Linked DNA regions of Mus musculus: regions 1 and 2 are each linked to region 3. The links are chromatin contacts, called in public promoter capture Hi-C maps. All regions are on one chromosome and are shown on one strand. The core of a region is the stretch at or near the end of the contact, and the rest is flanking DNA. Distances in the headings are between cores, read along the strand shown.

Region 1 (3,042 bases), core at 119-2,618, 340 kb before region 3:
TCAGAGAAGCTTGCATCCATTCAGCACTAAACAAGCCACACACTAAGCACTGCTGAACACACTTCTTGCCCTGGGGATGGAACGCTTTGTGGACCAGATGGTTGCTGGTGAACTGGTTTCCTGCTGCATTATCTCTGTGGGGGCTAAAGTTAGCAAGAAGGCTGCTCAAACCTCCACAACCCTGAATACCAGCGCTGTGGCACTTCTTTTAAAAAGTGACTACTTTCACCCAGGATGGATTAAACGGGGGGGGGGGGAGACGACACAAACGAACGGAAAAAGTGAAGTTTTGATTAAGCCTAGGTCTAGCCAGAACAATCCGCCACACACTGAATTTCACTTGAGCCTTTGGTGGTCAGAGGTGGCAGGGGCAAAGCCGCTTCTTTAAGTGGGGGGCGCTTGCTGATACCCGGGACCCCCTTTCCCCTGAAGAGTAGGCTCCTGAAAGGTGGGCTAAGAAACTCTCTTACCATCCTCAAACGGGGTCCCTTCGGGCCTGCAACACAGAATAAAAACAAAAACAAGAGCCCGTTAGTGCCGGCTCAGAGGGTCCCCGCCTCCCCGCAGCCTCAGAGGCGGCGGCTCTGTCAAGGTTTCCCATCCCTGCCGCCTGGTCCGTCCCGCACCGCTGTCCCGGGTTAGGAAAAGGCGGCGCAGGCCGCCGCAGCCTCCGCTGCCCCTCGCCACCAAGAACCCCAAAGAGTTCCCCTAGCAGAGAGAAGGCAGCTAATCGAGGCAGAGGCTCCGGGGAGGCGCCTAGGCCCAAGCAACCCCAACTCTCTTCCCCTTTCCCCCCATGCGCGGCTCGTCTAGGGGCCGGCCCCGGTCCTCCCTGCCCCGGTCGCCGGCGAGAGCCGGCCCGCAGACTCACCCAAAAATGACCGCATTCCAAACCATTATGTTGTTCTCCGACGGAGCCCCGCTCACTCCGGCCGGAGGATCTTCCTGTAACCTTCAGAAACAGACACACAGCGGCTGCCCTCAGCCCCGCGATTCGCCGCCGGGATCCCCCTCCCCATCACACCCGGAGCCGCTCCGCTTCGGGCTCCGCCCTGTGCCCCCCGGCAGGCAGGCAGGCAGGCGGGCAGGCAGGCCGCCCCCTCGAGCGCCTGGCCCTCGCGGACGCGGGTTACCTCTTGAAGTCCCTCATGAGGCGGCGCCGGGCCGGGGTCGACATGGCTTTAGCGGGCTCAGCAGTCGGGCATATACCAGGGTCCGCGGTCCCCGAGGAAGCCGAGGAAGCCGGAGAAGCCGAGGAGGCGCCGAGAGGGACGGCACTGCCGCTCCGGAGCCGAGGGTCGGTCTGGCGCCGGCTAAGCACCACCCCAGAGTAGACGGGGGCCGAACCAACCTGGGGAGAACGCGCGGGGGGGTGCGGGGAACGCCTTACGCCCGGCGGACCGTACCAAGGCGGCCACGGGGCGGGGAGAGCCAAAGTTGACCTGTCAATCACGTCCCACCTGAGAGCCCTGGCCCTGGACCTAAGGGAGGAGGTGGCCAAGTTCCCTGGGGGAAAAGGCTAGGCGGGAAGCAAAGGAAACCTTCAAGTCCCGGTGATTTAACAGGGAGCAGCGCGGGCCCCACTTGCTGACTTGAAGAGGAACCCCTGCGAAGTTTTCTTTTTATAGGTACTTACTTTTTTTCGGGAAGGAGGGGCTCTTTTTCTATCTTTTTTCCCCCTCTGTTGAGACAGAGTCTCCTATAGGCCAGAGAACCTCGAACTCACTGTGTCGTTGAGCATGATTTTGAACTCCTGACTCTCCTGCTTTCACCTCCCAAATGCTGGGATTACAAGAGTGCACCACCATGCCAGTCTTTTAATTACTTCTTGTTTTGTTATTGGTTCCCCCTTCTTCCTCCACTTATTTGTTGATTGATTGATTGGCTGATTGATTGTAGGGTTGGTCTCTTGTAGTATCTAATGTAACACAGGCTAACTCAGACTCACTGTGAATCCCAGAGGCTGGACTTGGAGGTCACCTCAGCCTGCCAGGAATATGTCTTTAACCTTTCTTCTGTTTTGACAAAGAATGAATTATTAAACTGCCAACTACTGTTTAGGGTCGGGGAAAGAGGCGAGAAGATTAGTTGAAAGAAAAGAGTGGAGGAAAGACTTGGCACAGGCAAAGCAGTTCTCCAAAGGCAAGGATGTTAGGGTCACAGTCCTGTAGACACGAGAGGCTGGGGTAACTGCTTAAAGTCATGGGGAAAGTAATATAAATAAATAAATAAATAAATAAATAGCTCTTGAGTATGAAAATGGACTTTGGGTCCATCTTCTTTGAGATGAGGGTGCACAATTCAAACCCAACTTTTAACCCTAGGACTGAATGAAATGATGTTGGGGGGCAGTGGCAGAAATGAGAGCTTCGCCGTGGTGGCGCACGCCTTTAATCCCAGCACTCGGGAGGCAGAGGCAGGCGGATTTCTGAGTTCGAGGCCAGCCTGGTCTACAAAGTGAGTTCCAGGACAGCCAGGGCTACACAGAGAAACCCTGTGTCGGAAAAAAAAAAAAAGAAAGAAAAGAAAAGAAAGAAAGAAAGAAAAAAAAGAAATGAGAGCTTCTCCCAGGGAAAATAGACTTTTTACAATCTCTATGGGTACTCACAATTTGTCTCTGGAACCACATTTCCCCTTGGTAATTCAGCAAGCCAAGCAGCTAGTTTAGAAGAGTCTGAGGTATGAGCTTATCCAGCTGGAGAGTATTGGAAGGACCGGAGGCGGCAAGGAGAGGCAGGGCGCACAGGAAAAGCTGCAAGTCTCAGGCAAGCCTCCCAGGGAGTATAGGGACCTGCAAAAGCAAGAACAGTTTCAAAGAAGCATTTTCAAAGATCAACCCAAAAGTCACTTAGTGGGCAGACAAGGATGCTGGAAATTATGAGAAAGGCAGGTTTGAGTTAAATCTGGGAGAGTTTTGAATGCCAAGCTAATGGAATCCTTGGAAGGTAGTGGAGGCAGGAAGCGACACCATTAGAGCTGGGCATTCAGAATCTTCTCCCTAGAGAGCAAGAAAGTAGCTGCAGGGCTCTTTTGCTACTGTGG
Region 2 (3,082 bases), core at 428-2,927, 290 kb before region 3:
GGGGAGGCAGAGGCAGGCAGATTTCTGAGTTTGAGGCCAGCCTGGTCTACAGAGTGAGTTCCAGGACAGCCAGGGTTATACAGAGAAACCCTGTCTCAAAAAAACAAAAAAAAAAAACAAAAAAAAAAAAAAAAAGTTAATCACAAATTGAGTTCCTAGACCAGAGACCAGATGTATACTATACAAATATCATATAATAGGCATATACTATTTGTTATATGTTTTTTAATATGATTCTCACAAAATGCTTTCTTTTTTGCCAACTCATTTATCTGTAGTTGCAGTAGATCAATACAGTTCTGCCGTGAATATTGGTTGATACTTACATTTATGTGCGAACTGGAAAAGATAGAAGAATGTCATTTGTCAACAATGAAGGCAATTTCTTTGATAAATAGGCTAAGGATTTTCAAACACTAGGAGCTAGTTCCCACACACACCTCTCTCTCTCTCTCTCTCTTGTTTATTCATACTGTAACAACATATGGCAAACCTTTTGGTTTAGTCTGAATAATGTTTCCTCCCATTACTTTCTTAGATTTAGTCAGCAGAGCATTGAGGCAGATTCTAGTTTATAGCTTTCACAGATTGTGAGCTTTAAATCTTGCTACCATACCTAATTTCAAGCTGACCTTTTCAATGCAATGTTCAGGAAAGAGGCAATTGCCCATCAGTTTACATTTCAGGCTCGTGGGTAATAATACACTGTAGTAAAATGATTAGGAAGTGATGAGCTATAGAAATTAATCATCTTGGTTTTTAATAGGATTTTAATTTTATGTATCTCTTTTGTTTTTCTATTTTGGCAATACTAGAGATTGAGTCCAGGACCTTGAACATGCTGTTGAAATACTTTCCCCAGGAATTCCATGTATATTTCTTCTTTTCTTATGTATATGGTATATGTGCATGCTTATATACATGCTTGCATTTGTGGGAGTGTATGTGTGTCTGTCTGTCTGTCCGTCCGTCCGTCTATCAATCAGTCTGTGAAGGCCTGTGGTTGACATCTGATGTCTTCCTCAGTCTTTCTATACTTTATACATTGAAGCAGACTCTCTCACTGAAGCTAAGCTCACAGGTTCATCTAGTCAGGCCAGCCGACTTGTTCCAGAAACTCACTGCCTCTGCCTTCTGTGGACTGGAATTTACAGGTGAACCACCGAACCTTTTAAATGGATTCCGAAGATTCAAATTCTCACCTTTAGCTCCTTACCTGATGAGACACCTCCTCAGCCCTCATGTGGATTTAGTAACTGTGTTTAACTGGTTAACACGGTTTCTAAAAAATGTAGCAATCAGTTGTCATGGGCCAAGAGGAAAAACCACACCTCCATGACCAAGTACCATTCTAGATCCCTAATGACACCTCCTCCCTCCAACTTCCCTTTACCATTCACTCAGGACCCTCCAGTCTACTGCCTTGGATGGCTTAGATTCTAGAGTTGACCCAGCTGGCACCAAAGCATCACTTCCACCTTGTATGAGTGTGCTGAGAATCAACTGGCAACAGAGGTCCTCCCCTGGGTTGGCAGTCCCTTTCTGACTAGGTGGAACACACTTGCCCTGATTCTGGGAGGCACATCTGGCAAGCACTCAAGCCTAAAGAGAAGAAGAGAAACGTAGGAGGAAGTCCAGAGCACAGTAGCTTAGCCCTTTGTCCATTTGGCCATGCTCCAGGCTGGGCTGTAATTGATAGCTGAAGGCTTTCCAGAGAGTCTGGGAATACTGAAGACTATAGGCCATGGGGTGGGGCCAGTGCAAATCCTCTTATTCTGTCTCTAAGGTGTTACCCAGAGCCTTGGAACCCTACTTCTGGGGGTGATTCCGTGTTAATCCTTGGAGGGTACCTTTCTGTTCTGATTTTTTTGTTTGTTTGTTTGTTTGTTTAGTTGAAACAGGGTCTCACTGTCTCTCAAGCTAGCCTGGAATCCACAACAGTACTACTGTCTCAGTTTCCCAAGTACTGGGATTACAGGTGCAAGCCATGTTTTGAAATCTACACTTTAGTCCTTGGTTACATTGAGCAGAAGGAGTGGGTAGCCATGAACCTTTAGGTCTGTAGTTGAGCCTCTTGCTGACTGAGCCAGGATTGGCCTAACGTTTCCTAGTGGAAAACCACCCAGCATTCTGTCCATTCTCTGTGTGTAAGCTTTGCATGAACTTGAAGGCTATATATACCAATCTTTTCTCCTTAGGTAACCTGTGGGCAGCTGATCAGATGGGAGTGCTCCCGTGCAGTTTGGGTCCATGTTTTCATGTCTTTCTCTGATATTATTGTGCAGATGAGTGTTCATTGTTGGCACCTAGGCTGAAAGGTCTCTGTTGGTATAGTCCCCAGCTCCACCCTATACCACACTCAGCACAAAGGTCAGCCCTTGGTGACTGAATGAATCAACCAGTCCAAACCTGGCTGACAGTAGGATTTCTTTCTAGCAAAAAAAACAGAGCACAGTGCAGAATCCTGCATGGGAGCCTTCCTGGACGGGGAGAATCCTTTTTTTACTGCTAACACTTGGAGGAAGGGGGACCTTCCCACACACTCACTAGTGTTGTCTCTCTCTCTCTCTCTCTCTCTCTCTCTCTCTCTCTCTCTCTCTCTCTCATAAACAGGTTTTTATGAACCAGATGGTCTATAACCAGGAAGTTCAGGTGCCAATAATTTTTCTCTCATCCTTTCTCTACTGCCCACCCCGCCCCCAGGCATGCTGCTGTACCCCGTGTCTCGGGAGGCTGGCAGAAGTGCTGACCGGGCTCCATTCGCTCTTGGCATCAGCCTGAGAACATCCTGTGCAGCTGAGAGGGTGGTGATCCCTCTGTGTAATACACAGGATGGAAAGTGACCAGGGTGAGGACACAGATATTAAAGGGTCAATAATGCTCAGAAAGGAAAGGCTCAAACCTCAATAGAAATCAGAAACCGTTCGCCGGCTGCCAAGACCTGCCCAACACACACATCCCAGGATTCACACAGCCTTCTAGCACATGCCTTTGCCAATGCTTCCAGGGCATCTGGAAGAGTGGAGGCCTGAGATGAGGTCTCCAGAAAGGCATGACTCTGCATTTTAGTGTCTAGAACCCG
Region 3 (2,949 bases), core at 423-2,922:
TTGTTTTAGTCAACAATCGCACATAACTTTTAAAATTACATTAAATTATGTATAGTGGCATTACAAAGACATTTCTGTTCACCAGTTGGTTTAAAATACAAGTAGAGAAAATCTTGTTATCTGATCTGATTATAAAAAACATTATTAAACTTACACTGTAGCTTCAATCAACCTGGAAGAATTATTTTCATCCTAATATTTATTTTCAAGAGTGAAATTAGAAGTGCATAGTCCACTGGTCAACTTAAAGAATGAGCCATTGGTAATATATTTATAACTCTTGGAACATTTAATCCAGCTTGTGTAATTTCTAGAGTGTTCCACACAAATTGCATCAGGAGCTCTTAATATTGATGACACAATTCAGTTCCATAAGGAACTTTTGGAGGCCTTTGAAACTATTTGTTTACTGTTAGTTTTAGTTTTCACATTTAGGACATTTTATTCACTGTATATTTCTCACTATGGTGTGTGTGTTTAATTTGAGAATTAAATGAGGGGGGCTAGAGATGTCCCTCCAACTTTTATTTTGATAAAAATGTTCTTTATTATTCCATTAGATTTGCCAGAAAAAAATCTTGTGATAATAGGGCCTCCCCACACTCTGTATTTAGAGATTCTCTCCTTTCATGTTTTACAACTATAATAAAACAAACAAAATAAAACAAAAAGCTGGTAAAATGTGGCCAAAAATAAAAACACAAGGGGGAAAAAAACAAAATCAAAGATGAAACACTGATGTGCATGATATAAATGGGGGATAAGGTCAGACAGAATTGTGGAATTTTGGCTTTCTTTTGCTGCTGATAATCATTGAGCCCAGCTCGCACAAATTTAGGATGACTGGAATGTCTCCATTTCAGTAGCTTCCCTTTCTTGTGTACTAGGGACCTCTGGTGGCCACACTCAGTTTTGCAATCTTCGGGCTGGGCAGGTTTGCTCACCCCTCCCAGATTCCCCCAGACAATATGCCTTAGGTTCTATCAGCCAGCAGTTAGCAGTGGTTCTCAATCTGTGAGCTGTGACCCCCTTTCGGGGGTGGGGGGTGTCAAACGACCTTTTCACAGGTGTTGAATATCAAATATGCTGCATATCAGATATTTATGTTACTATTCCTAACAGTAGCAAAATTATAGTTATATAATTTAAGTAGTAATGAAAATAATTTTGTGGTTGGGGGGGGGTCCCCAGAGCATTAACTGTATTGAAGGGTTGTAGCAACCACTGCTAGCTGAAGAAGGGTTTACAAGTTTATTGACAGTACTGAGATCAGTACAGGTGGAACACTTACCTTGCCTTTCCAGACCACCTAAGAACTGATCACCCTGCATGAGGGATCCAGGTGAAGACGCCATGGATTCTGCTAGAATTTCAGGGTTCTTAGACTCTATAGGCTTCCAGAGGTTGATCCATCTGCTTACACCAGGCTCAGGACTGCCAAAATCTACAACTCTTCTCTCTGGTGATAAAGTCTGTTCCTTAGCTACCAAGGACACGAGTATGTTTCCCTGTGTACTTTTCTGCTTGAACCAAGCAAGCCTCCTGGTTTTTAGATTGGCAGCGTCAGGCTCTTCTTTCCCCAACTGTTCCTCAGATTTGTCTCCCAACCTGAGGCTGTGGCAGCACCTCCCCACATTCGTCTTGTGACTGTATTGCATAATTTCTTTCTGGACACACATGTGCACTTTGCACTGTGCGTGTGTGCATACCAGACAATACTAACTAGTCCACTGTGAAACACTTGGGCTCAGATTAAAGGCTATATGGTATGCTGTAAATTACAGTGTTTTTTTTTTTTTACTGTATATATAAAGTTTTCTGGTGTTGTAGAAGTATAATGGTTTAATTGTGGTTATTAAAGGCTTTTTAATATGTATTATAGTGCTTGACTTTTAATTGCTTTTGAATTGCAGACTTGAGTTTTATGAACTAATCATATTAAGTGAATTTGGGCTCGAGATAGGACAGAATTTGCAACAGCTCTTGAGATCAGCATGATATGGTTATAGATAAGAGTGGTTCAAATAGCTTCTAAAATGGCCCGAAACAGTCTTCTTTCAATTTTTAGCATTTAAATATGTATATATGCAAAGTCCTGTTCTCAGCATTAATGGTTATAAAATAAAAATATGAATCAACTCATCAACTGAGTCATCTCTCCAGCCCCCTGTAATGATTTTTTTTTTTGTTTTAAGACCAAGAATTCTGGAGCTTTCTTGCAGTCTTGTTTGTTTAGCTAGCTCCTTATTAATAAAGGCGGAGGCATGGGTGTAGGTGCAGATAACAGCCAAGGCTGCTGGCTCAGGCTTGTGATCCCAACTCCTCTGCAGGCTGAGGTAGGACAATTGTGAACTCCAAGGTAGCCTAGGCAAACTAGTGGGACTCTATCTCAAAACAAAACATAAAGAGGGATAGAGCTCTGGCTGAGCAGGCATCAGGTCTTAAACTCAATTCCCAGGATCACAAAACAGCAACTTTTTTTTTTTTTAAGAAGCAGACCATAGTTTTCTCCTTGTGATACTGTTGACTGGTTAGCTTTCAGGAGGCATCTCTTAAAGGATGGGACTGGTTAAAAATCTCTTCATGAACTTCTTGACAGAAACTGTAGTTAAAGAAATAAACAAAATTTATTATGAACTTAATAGGAGAATAAACTAGGAGTGGGCTTGAAGCCCCCTTTTCTCCATTTGATGGAAACTCAATACTGAAGTAGGCCTTGAAAGAGAGGAGAAATAGCATGCAAATCATAAGTACAGATTCACTGGTGTACACTCAGGTGTGCCTGGGATGTTGGTACATTGATAACCATCCCTGGGTAGGACTGGAAAGGGCCACCAGACTCTAGCCATCCCCCCTCTTGTTTGGTTTATATCAAGGTGAAATTGAAGTAAAAATGTACATCATGGGCAAAGAAGGCCTAGGAGATCCTACTCACTAGGTGGATGAAAG

The links. Promoter capture Hi-C pulls out the DNA fragments that hold promoters and counts their contacts.
Region 1: a contact with region 3 is called in a promoter capture Hi-C map of liver, with 2.6 times the contacts expected there. The contact joins the promoter of Ube2a here to the enhancer-like site in region 3. A contact is called at or near these places in 8 of 39 promoter capture datasets (the C10 cell line, cranial neural crest, embryonic stem cells and 5 more) and 1 of 9 other capture datasets (embryonic stem cells).
Region 2: a contact with region 3 is called in a promoter capture Hi-C map of liver, with 5 times the contacts expected there. The contact joins two enhancer-like sites. A contact is called at or near these places in 14 of 39 promoter capture datasets (the 3T3-L1 cell line, 3T3-L1-derived adipocytes, the C10 cell line and 9 more), 1 of 15 datasets of contacts at CTCF or cohesin (pro-B cells), 20 of 484 Hi-C or Micro-C datasets (B cells, the Ba/F3 cell line, the G1E-ER4 cell line and 12 more) and 3 of 115 datasets of contacts at active chromatin or transcription factors (astrocytes, differentiating embryonic stem cells and embryonic stem cells).

The regions. Positions count from the first base shown.
Region 1 is chrX:36,872,621-36,875,662 of GRCm38.p6, reverse strand. Ube2a (ubiquitin-conjugating enzyme E2A) reads right to left here and starts at 1,368. Exons shown (of 6, transcript NM_019668.4): 1 at 1,134-1,368; 2 at 872-952; 3 at 471-496. The coding sequence starts at 1,177.
Region 2 is chrX:36,823,791-36,826,872 of GRCm38.p6, reverse strand. No RefSeq gene overlaps it. Among named protein-coding and RNA genes, the nearest start is that of Mdrl, 8.1 kb to the right of the region's middle. Within about 2 kb of position 1,677, at least 21 of the 459 cell types and tissues checked have an H3K27ac peak or open chromatin away from gene starts, as enhancers often do. A contact at or near this core is called in liver, where this site is marked.
Region 3 is chrX:36,532,679-36,535,627 of GRCm38.p6, reverse strand. No RefSeq gene overlaps it. Among named protein-coding and RNA genes, the nearest start is that of Gm14569, 42 kb to the right of the region's middle. Within about 2 kb of position 1,672, at least 3 of the 459 cell types and tissues checked have an H3K27ac peak or open chromatin away from gene starts, as enhancers often do. A contact at or near this core is called in liver, where this site is marked.